Linked DNA regions of Mus musculus: region 1 is linked to region 2. A link is a contact called in public promoter capture Hi-C data. All regions are on one chromosome and are shown on one strand. The core of a region is the stretch at or near the end of the contact, and the rest is flanking DNA. Distances in the headings are between cores, read along the strand shown. Region 1 overlaps Pcca (propionyl-Coenzyme A carboxylase, alpha polypeptide). Region 2 holds the start of Gpr183 (G protein-coupled receptor 183).

Evidence for each region. Promoter capture Hi-C pulls out the DNA fragments that hold promoters and counts their contacts.
Region 1: a contact with region 2 is called in a promoter capture Hi-C map of pre-B cells, with 4 times the contacts expected there. The contact joins the enhancer-like site here to the promoter of Gpr183 in region 2. A contact is called at or near these places in 11 of 39 promoter capture datasets (the 3T3-L1 cell line, the C10 cell line, cranial neural crest and 5 more).

Annotation. Positions count from the first base shown.
Region 1 is chr14:122,636,949-122,642,318 of GRCm38.p6, forward strand. It overlaps Pcca (propionyl-Coenzyme A carboxylase, alpha polypeptide), which reads left to right. Exons shown (of 24, transcript NM_144844.2): 8 at 1,433-1,469. Among named protein-coding and RNA genes, the nearest start is that of Gm46487, 9.1 kb to the left of the region's middle. Within about 2 kb of position 1,418, at least 18 of the 459 cell types and tissues checked have an H3K27ac peak or open chromatin away from gene starts, as enhancers often do. A contact at or near this core is called in pre-B cells, where this site is marked.
Region 2 is chr14:121,963,641-121,968,944 of GRCm38.p6, forward strand. It overlaps Gpr183 (G protein-coupled receptor 183), which reads right to left and starts at 1,553. Exons shown (of 2, transcript NM_183031.2): 1 at 1,413-1,553. All of the region lies in intron 4 of Ubac2 (ubiquitin associated domain containing 2), which reads left to right.

The DNA of each region.
Region 1 (5,370 bases), core at 168-2,667, 670 kb after region 2:
AAAATTTGGAGATGCAGGGTTGGTGCAAGCATCAAGGTATAGAAAGCGAGTAAAGCTTGATTTTGGGGCAGGGAGCAAGACAGAGCTTTATCTCTGACTTGAAAACAATTGTTATTTGGAAAATCTCATTAGCAGATGTGACTGCTTGGAGTAAAAAAAGACTTAAAACTGGTGTCGCTTTCAGGATTGCTTTGAACTTAACAAGCACCTATTTGTGGAGCAGACTGGCTAATGAAAGGAAATTAAATTTTTCTGACAACTTCCCGTTCCAGCCTCCTTATTCAGGGATGCTGTTGGGTACTGAAGACTTTTAAGGAAGAATTTCTTTTCTTTTTCTAAAAACTGGACATAAATGAAGCAGTTATTTTCCCCTAGTCCCAGTTTGGGGATTGGGGAGTCTACTGTGATTGCTCTTCATTTTAAATGTAGTAATTTAAGAGCTTTAAAAATGCCAGGCTTCCCTTGAATGCCTTGAAATTGTGGAAAAATTCCTGCATATTTATCAACTGGTGGTTCTAGAACATTGCTGGTGGTGCATATAGTGCCACTGGATTAGAAAAATTAATTGAATTGAGAAAGTGGCTTCAGAGTTCTTGTCATTATGTCGAAAATTTGTGCATAGAGTTTGCACAGTGTATATCAGGTGAATGGCTTTGGCTGGGGCAGTTTGTTGAAGCGGTTTTAAGTGTTACTGCTGACAAATGGCGGGGACGGATGCACTTGTGAGTCGGTAACGCAGGCCTGTCTTGGACCTCAGGGAGGAGTCCTTACCTTGTTCTTCGGAGTTTCACTGAACTTTAATTTATGTGCCTAGTACAACTGTAAAGATAAAATATGTACCTGAAGAATTGGTTAAGAAAATATAATGGAAATCACAAGGTTTCTTCTTTTTTTTCTTTTTCTTTCCTCCCTTCCTTTCTTTCTTCTTTTTTTTCCTTTTTTTTTTAAACAATTGCTAATTCTTACAGATACTGGAAATTTACTTATTTCTAGAAAATTGATAGAGCTCCTCCCAAACAATAGACAATCAACTCCCCCTGCTGACAGAATCTAGGAAAACACAGTGTGTAAATAGACAAGGGGGCTGCAGACAAGCTTTAATGATCTGATTTACAATTCAGTATTGATTGTAAACATCTAAAATCTGCCATTAAATCCCAGCAACTGCACCGAATCATTGGCAATTCTGGTCATGTTTCCTGCCAGCTCATTTCAAACTGCTTTGAGTTTCTTAATATAATAACGACGAAGGAGAATTTACATTCCACTTATGGTATTAATTTTACATTTCTCTGAATGAAAAGGGTTAGAAGGTTGTAAAATTGAACATTAAATGAATCAGAGGAGACAGTAGTGCAATATATGACTGCCCTAAAGACATTGTGCAATGTCTCATGGGATTAATGTTGAGTCTCATTTCCTGCCTTTACAGGATGCAGATGAAGCTGTCAGAATTGCAAGGGAAATTGGTAAGTCCTTAAATTAACTTTGGTAGTGTTTCTGTGTCTTTCAGCAGATACGGTTGAGCAAACGTGTAATAAGTAATTCCCATAGAGCAAATAATATTTTAATAGTTTTTGGTTTCTATTACTTGTGGCTCTAGAATTTATCAGTTGAATTACCATATTCTCTTATTAAAGTAGGACTTGTAGTCACTTGATCTTAGTTTGGTTCTTTTATAAGATGAACTCACTAGCTAATTAAAACGAATAATTGTCTGAAGAGTCTTGAGGATTGGACACAGTTTGTATTTAGTTGTGTGTGAGCACTCGGCTGTGGTCTGTTGTAATGTGAAGGACACAGCACACAGGATTCAAATGAAGGTGCCCTTGACAAGCTTGTTCAAGTTCTTACCTTTTTCTAAAATGGAAAATATCAACTTAATAGCTTTGCTAGGAAAGAAAGATGCAGTAGAAAGTGGGAGGTGAGAGCTGGATAGGCTAAGCAAGTGAATATATATATATATATGAAGTTTCAAGTATATTCCTCTTGCTCATGAACACAGTTGTCTTCTGTAGTGTCTAAATGGAGAAAATAGGAAAAGAGAACAAAGCTTTGAAACCTATAATTTTGAGTCAGATCAATACATGTGTATACCTATGGAAAGCTGTGGCTAGGCAAGGGCCTCAGACAACACTTTCTGTCAGGCTTACAGCAACATCTTAAAACAATCTGTGCTGCTAGCTACATTGTTTCAGGAAGCCATATACTAATATTTTAGTAGTCCTGTTTTCTCAGTGTGGTTTGTTACTCAGAATTTTTGTCTATGATAGGAGAGCATTTGATTTGGCAAAGTTTGTATATTCCAAAGTGATCATGGACATTAAGATATTCTTGTAAATGAGACAAGCTAGCATAGAGTTCTTTGGTCTGGTGTTCTTGAGCTATCAGCTTCCTCAGCATGCTCTTCTGTGATTGGCTTGTTGTGTACTGCTTCTGTTGGGTATGGCTAAATTATTTTGGTTTTGGTCATTTAAGTCATATTAAGTGTTCTTTGTTGTTTGTTTTGAAAAACTGCCTTGGATATAAGGCCAGTACATATAAGATACTATTTTATCTGTCGAGAACATCTGTATTAATTACTTCCTCAGCGTTGCCAGCATCTTTAGAAGCTTTTCCCTATTGTACTAATTTCACAGTAAGACTTGGTAGGTTATATAATGCTGCTGTCTGTGGGTTAAATCATTGGTCCTTTTATTCCCCATGAAGCACTCAGCAGCTTCTAAGACTGTCCTAAAGTGGTTTAATTTTATTAATACACTTTTAAACTCAAATTGGGCTCTTTTTAGTCATAGCTTAGATATTACCACCTATCCAAGTCATCTATGAGAATATTTTGTAATAAATGATTGTCATATTTGGAGGAATTTTGGAAAGCAGGAGGGCTAGAGTCTACACTAGGATCATGTGCCTGTGACATGCTGTGAATTACACATCTTACACTCAAGAACACTTTCTTTGGTGACACAGTATTCAAGTCTGTGTGTGTGCACATGCGCGTGAGCCCTTTGGTGATGGATCAGGTTTTTCCTACTCTTATTGAGATATCTCACACTTATATTATGGTTTGGATGGCCATTGTAAGTTTACTTAAGGGTTAAAGTAGACCTTGAGTCCATGGGAAAATATATTCCCAAGTGTGAGCAACAGAATTATAAACATATATTTGAACCTATTTTATTTTTTGTTTGTTTTCTTTTGTAGTGTCATTTTCTGGATTTTCTTGTGTGATTTATGTTTCTGTTTCTGTTTTCTTTTTCCTCTTCTGTGTTGCTGGGGAATCAGGATCTAGAGCTTATTTTGCAAGGCCTACACACAGCCACAGAGCTGTGCTCCTCCACTCTGTGCACAGGTTGTTGCCTTTTCCCTCTTTTTTGTGCTATGTGGTAGAAACAAAATCTTTCTGTGCTCTCCCACTTTCAGGTCTGTGTTTCTTTTCTGGAAGCATTTATCTATACTGCCAGAGGTGGAAAGTAATTGTTGGCCACTGTTGTGTTTTTTACGTAACTGTAGCTTTTAGTTTGGAACATTTGTTTCCATGTACCATCTACTTCAGAAATGCCATTTTTTTTTATTATTGAAAAAATTTACTATAATTACAATTCAGATTTCATACATGGGTGTGTCCTTGATGATTCCCATCCCTTTCCTTCTATTTCTTCTAATTCTTCCCTTTCGCTCTCATTGTGAAATACATGCTTACAGTTGTGGCTATTAAATAGAAGCTTGCTAGTGTCCTGAGCAGACTGGAAGGAAGAGAAGTCATAAAATTTGAAGTGAAATGAAACACGGTAAAGAAGTTTTACAAGGCTTTAGGGATTTCCCTGAGAACCCTCCAGATCACACAGACACCTCCTGTGAATACCTTTTCTTACTGTGCTGTCATCCAGACACATTACAAAGTCACTTTTCTGTAATCTCTATTCAGTTTTCTCTGCCAAAGTAGTAGTGTTCTGTATTGGTTTATTGTACTTTATAATATATTTTGGTTATACCCTCATATATACAATATTGATTAGTTCTTACTTAAACAAAACATAATGATGATATTATAATTAATATTCACCATTAACAAATAAAGATTATATTTAATATCAAAATAGTATTAAATATACTCGTTGCACATATTTGTAACTGTGAATAAAAATAATTTTATTAAAATATAAATATATCAATACATAATAATTTATTTTTGTACATTTAAGGCAAACCGAGGAAAGACAAAATATATGCTTTCTTCACTCTTGTTTTAGTTTCAGTTTTCTATTTGGAGAACCTCATTCTTTTTTAAGGGCACAGTTGTTGCAGAAATGTAGCTAATGCATCATTGGACTGTGGCATTATTGGTTTGTGTACACTGAACCATCCTCACATTCTTGCACTGAATCCAACCTGGTCCTGGTGGAGAGTCTCTTTTTTTTTTTTTTTTTTTTAACCGTCTTTTTGTTGTTGTTGTTTTTTGTTTTTTGAGACAGGGTTTCTCTGTATAGCCCTGGCTGTCCTAGAATTCACTTTGTAGACCAGGCTGTCCTCCAACTCAGAAATTCGCCTGCCTCTGTCTCCCGATTGCTGGGATTAAAGGCGTGCACCACCACGCCCGGCTTATTAACCATCATTTTAATTTCCTTGACTATTACAAATCCTTTAAAGTTATTTCTATAGGTCATTATAGCATTATAGGTCATGTGTGTTTGGAACTTCTTTCTTTTACTTCCCAGGCTTTTGGAATATAAGTTTTTAAAAGTACTGTGTAATGATTCTCTGGGTTTTGTTGGAGAGAGAGAGGGGGGGGGGGATTCAGAGAGGGAGAGAAAGGAGGAGAGGGAGGGGAAACAGGGTCTCACTGTGTTCATTTCTAATTAGTGTCTTCTCTCCCTTTTTTTGTTCATTTGGCCATGAATTTGTTCATCTTATTTTTTTCAAATATCAGCTCTGTTTGATTGATTCTATGCTTCCTTTAGTCTCCATTCTATTAATTTTACCCTGATATTTATTATTTTTTAACTTATACTGCTTTGGGGTTTGAATTCTTGTCTTTCTAGGTCCTTGATCTATGTCATTAGGTTATTTGAGATTTTTTTCTAAGACTTTACTGAAAACTCTGACCTGCAAACTCAAGAGGAGATTTTCTGGGCTTCCTTAGCTGTATTTGAAAGGTTCTGCCAAGTTGTGTTTTCATTCCCTTTTAGAAACTTTGACCATTTCTTTCTGATTTCTTCAGTGATTCAAGGGTTAGATGCTCTATCTTCATGTGTTTTCATGGTTTCTGTAGATTTTCTCACTACTAGTTTCTAGTTTCATCACACTGATATTATAAGCCAGAAAAGATGATTCATTTGTTAAGACTTGGTTTGTTGCTGGCAATATAGT
Region 2 (5,304 bases), core at 303-2,802:
ATCACAGAAGTGCTGTAGGCTGACCTACAGTAGTTCTCTAGTAAAAGTCTGCCATGCATGCTTGGAAGTCCTGGAGGGAGCTCAGTTGTCACAGAGTTTACTCTGCTAGGTGACTGATAACAACACTAATTAACTCTAGGAAGCCCGCCAAAAGCTTATAAAAGGACTTATTACCACAGCCACCCACGTATCGTACAAGCCTGCAAGCAAGGCTGCTTTGTGGAACCGTGTGCCCTAGCAGTTCTAGGTTCACAAAGCACCATTAAGCCCCAGAGACAAACACTCTGAGATACTAGAAAGCACACCTCAAGTCTTTACATACACTGTAACAGAAAGCAGACATCTTCAGGCAAGCTCAAGAAAATAATTTGTACATTTATCTTTCTGTGGGCTGATGGGCAGGGTGGGAATGGCATGCAGTGTGCCGGCACCTACTCAGAGAGTCAGAGAAGGACTTGGCAGAAACACTTCTCCCCACTTTCTGAATGAAACGACCACAGCCAGAAACCTTCAGCAACTTGTATGGGGCTGAGCAGTTCTAAATGATGGAGCCTGGGTTTTAGGACTGAGTCCAAGCCCTCCCTTAACATTATACTCTCCTACACTCCGGGTGACACCCTTACAGAGAGTGCCACCACATCTACGACCCCCAGCCTTCTTTAAAGGAAGTCCCTTTATGGCTTATATTTTGTTAGGCATTTCTCTTAACTTCTGCTCTTACCCTGGAAATTGAGTTTTTAAATCTCCACATATAATCTTTGTTTTACAGGTTTTTTTTTTTTCCAAAATTTTTAGAATATAAATGTGGAAGCTCATTTAGCATTACTGGTCACCTAATAATAGAAACCAAATAACAAATTTTATTTTTCACTTAAAATAGTTGGTCTTTAGAATGGTTTTGCTTCTGAGGCAGGAGAGCCCAGGCTGATCAAACATCTTTGCTGGTGGGAGGATAAATTGATAAAATATTTTTGCAAACTAGAAAATACCATTCTATATCTGATGCTTTAGAAAATAAGCCCCTTACCCCGGGAAGTCTGCTGCTGATAGTCTATCATCAAAACTACTTTCCTGTACATAAATGCACGCCAGGTAGTCAAATGCAATGAATTTTTAAAAATTAGGTTAAATGGTTATATTGTATATAAACTACATCCAAATTTAGGAATGCTCTGCCTCAGCACCATTGTTCCTTTCTCTTTATAGTAAAGAATCCTGAAATAATTGAATTTTGAAATTCATAAAATGTTTCATTCATTGCTTCCATCTCGGGAGCTACATTGAGCTGCCAGTGACCCCAAGGAAATCTAAACAGACAGTTATTACAGCTGGTATCTAGTACATTATTTTACTTTGAAACTTAGGTTTTTAAAGTATTCCTTAACTTAAAGAGAATCATGTCAGGTACTTACATATCAGAAGGTGGCTAGGACCTCCGTTGTGGCAGTCCGTGTTTGCTCAGAATGGAGTTAGCTAAGCTGGGCATGTTGCTTTAAGAGTGATCGAGCAGGCGTCCTTTTATGGTGGTGCCTTTTTCCTGTCATCCTGTGACTGAGCATAGCCGTGATCAGTTAACCTCACATATGCTACGTGCTTTTTTTTCAAATGGGATGGGAAGTGAGATTTTTTTTCTGATACTGATTTTTAAAAACTGTTCAAAAGCCCCTTGGACTTTGTGAAATGCTCATATCTATGGAACTTTTAAATTTTTTTCAATAAGGATTTAAGTCTTAAAAGTTTTTTTTTTTTTTTTTAAGCAATAAGCTTTAAACAGAAAGAGGGAGGAGGGAGAGAGATAGGTATAGTTACTGGTGACCTTATGTTGATATTTTACATAAAGTTTAGGTTAAGGAAAAATGTCAAGTGTAATAGTGCTGTCTGCCTGGAGGCGTGGTGGTATCAGGAGTGTAGTGTAGAGTCTGAACCTGAACAGCTGTGTCAAAGATGGGTGTCTGTGGTGAGGGAGAAAGGCCTTCCTTGTGTGTAAGTTAGTTACATTTTCAGTGTCGAGAACAACTGACTGACTCAGTGGCAGTGGGCACAGAAAGATCTAGGACAGTTGGCAGACACGTTATTGAAGAGTTCAGCCTCAGGTACATAGTACCAGAGAGACCTGTTCTAGTCCCATGATGCCTTGAGCTCACTCCTTGAACCCAGCAGGTACTGCGTAGAGTGCTCTGAGCAAGCCAGAGAGGTGGCAGTCACCCATGCCCACCTGTGATCTAGCCTGCCATACGTGCGTGCTGCTTTTGGAAGACAGGCCTCACTTGTGCTGCGCCTGGGTGTTGGGGGACAGGGATTCCATGAGCAGAGAGGCTTAAGCCTCCCAGGACTACAGCCCCACCTTCCTGCAGAGTGGGGCTGTACACTGCTTCTGTCACCCATCCTTATTCAGGGAAATAGAAGATGGGTCAGGGGATGGGGGCTGCAGCAGATTTTCAAGCCAAACCTGCAGACAGCTCTCCCTTGTTTAAAATGGAATGTGCTTTAAAAGAAAAAAAACAAAACAAAACAAGAATGCTTTGGTAAACTGGTTGATTTTGAGGGATGCTATAGAGAGAATTGAGTCATTTTGATAGGAATCTGTAGCTTTATGCCCCCAGAGGCCTTAGAAGTTTTTCAAAATCACATTTTATTTATTTTGCATGTATGTGTTAGTGTGCTTACACATGTGCTATATATGTTTATAGCATGTGTGCCAGGGCATACATAGATCAGAGAACAACTTTTAGGGACAGATTCTCCTCTTCTGCCACCTGGATTCTAGGGATTAAAGGCTTGGTGACAAGTGACTATCTTGCAGCCTACCAGAGGTGGGTGTCCTCTTGGCCTAGGCTTCTGTAGAATTGCCTTTCAGTTGTGCTGTTGAAGGTCTGCAGAGGAAAACCAAAGAGCAAGCACCAAGTCAGTGGGATTCTTGGGCACCCACTTGGTTATGTATAAAATAAAGGCAAGTGAGAGCCAAGGTAAGTCAGCCTTATGATGTGGATTCGAAGACTTTGTGACTTGATAGGTAAACTTGGCATAACCTAGAACCAGTTCACCTTATACACCCACCATTGAGGGCTCAGGATGTGGCCGAGTGCAGAGAGCATTAGCATGTGCCAGGCCCTGGCTTATATTCCTAGCACTGCATATAAGCAAGATGGAATTGGCACATACTAGGAATTTCCAGTTTGTTACAAGACCATCCTAGTGGGATACTTTTTGGAAGACCCAGCTACTTAAAGCAAGTTTTATGGCAAGTAGGATCCATCATCTTTTTTTTTTTTTTTTTTTTTTTAGATGGCTGGCCCAGGATTCATAGAGATCCGCCTGCCTCTCCCTCCTGCATACCAGGACTAAAGGCCTGGTGGGTCCACCCTTTCACCCTTTCTTTTGTATGAGAAATAATCTAAGAAGTGTATGAAGAAGCCTGCAGATGCTGCTGTAGCTGCATGGGAGAGGAAACGCTAGGCCTGTTTTGTTGTTGACAGTTGTTTAGCAGTGGTCATACTATACCAGTGAACCCAGTGTCCTAGAAGTGAGGCAGACATCTGTGTGAAGTGTTTTCTTTGTTTGCTCTCTGAAGTATGGTCGGTCTTGAGTGTATAGTAGGTACTCTGTAACTAGTAAGGATATTAAAGGAATAAGTTATCTACTGACTGATTTTCTTGTGTGCTTCTAGCTCTTTGCTTAAGATAAGGAGGCTCCCAGAAGTTAGCTGTTGACTCTGCGTAAAAGGTCACTGTGAATGATTGTTGCCAGTGTAAAGAACAGATGTTGTCAGAAAATAAGGAAAAGGGAAAAACTGGTCAGTGACTAATAACATTATGGTATTTTGTGACGCCTTGCGTATATAGAAATAGCAACACAAAATTTCAGCAAAACAACCCAGAGAGTCCTGGTTTAAAATGTGTGCCTTTGCCCTGTTCCCACCTGTGGTCTCCTGTTTAGTCATCATTCGAAATGATGCAGTGATTAGTGTCTAAGGACTTTTTATACTTCTTCTCTTGCTGGATAAAATACAAGCTGTGGGCACTGAAATTATTGCCGTTTATTTTCTGGGAGGGTGGAGGTTATGTTAAACTGTGACCTCAAGCAAGAGCTGTGCTTCTGGCTATTTAGTAAATGGTGTTTTATGTTGCATTTGTTGATAGATGTGAAGAGAAAAGCTCCTGTGAGTCGAGAAGCTGCAGTTGTGCTTGGGGGAGGGGAGAGGGCAAGGGGACCCCAGTGCAACTGTCTAACAAAGCAGGGGTTTCTTTTTTTTTTAAGATTTATTTTAATTGTGTGTGTGTGTGTGTGTGTGTGTGTGTGTGTGTGTGTGTGTGTGAGTGAATGCCATATATGTGCTCGTGCTCATAGAATCTAAAAGAGGGTGTGTGATTGTTTGGAGTTGGAGTTACAAGCAGTTGTGAGACATCTGATGTTAGTGCTGGGGACTGAACTCTGGTCCTGCAGTGAGCAGCAAGCCCTCTTGGCACAGAGTCTGTCCCTAGGGTTTGGTATTTCAGAGAATACCGGGCCGTTGTCTTGGTATGTGTGTTGGATTGTTTGTTTGTTTTTGAGACAGGGTCTTAATATATAGCCCGGGCTGGTTTCCATCTTGCAGAGATCCTCTGGCTTCTGTCTCCCAAGTGCTGAGATAGGTGGGCCATCACACCTGACCTTACCAAGTGCTGAGATAGGTGGACCATCCCACACCTGACCTTACCAAGTGCTGAGATAGGTGGACCATCACACCTGACCTTACCAAGTGCTGAGATAGGTGGACCATCACACCTGACCTTACCAAGTGCTGAGATAGGTGGACCATCACACCTGACCTTACCAAGTGCTGAGATAGGTGGGCCATCACACCTGACCTTACCAAACCATATTCTGATACAGACACAAAGCTTTGCTTTAATCCTATTAAAAGTGATGGAATAAGGAAATATTTTTTAAATTATAGATTTACATTTGAGTTTTCTGCTCACTTAATATTCCTGTACATGTGTGTTACGGATGGTTGTGAGCCACCACATGTGTGCGGGGAGTCGAACCCAGGTTCTCTGTAAGACAAGTGCTCTTAACTGCTGATTCATCTCTCCAGACCCAGAAAGTTTTATATTCTCTCTCTCTCTTTCTCTCTCTCTCTCTCTCTCTCTCTCTCTCTCTCTCTCTCTCTCTCTCTCTGTGGGTGGGGGTATAACAAAGCAAGTTCTACTGTGCTGTTCTGCCTTTTCTTTAACTTGTTATTGATCCTTTGAATTCACACCATGCACCTGGTCCCACCCACCTCTTGCCTGCTACCCTTGCAACCTCCCCTATAGAAAGTAA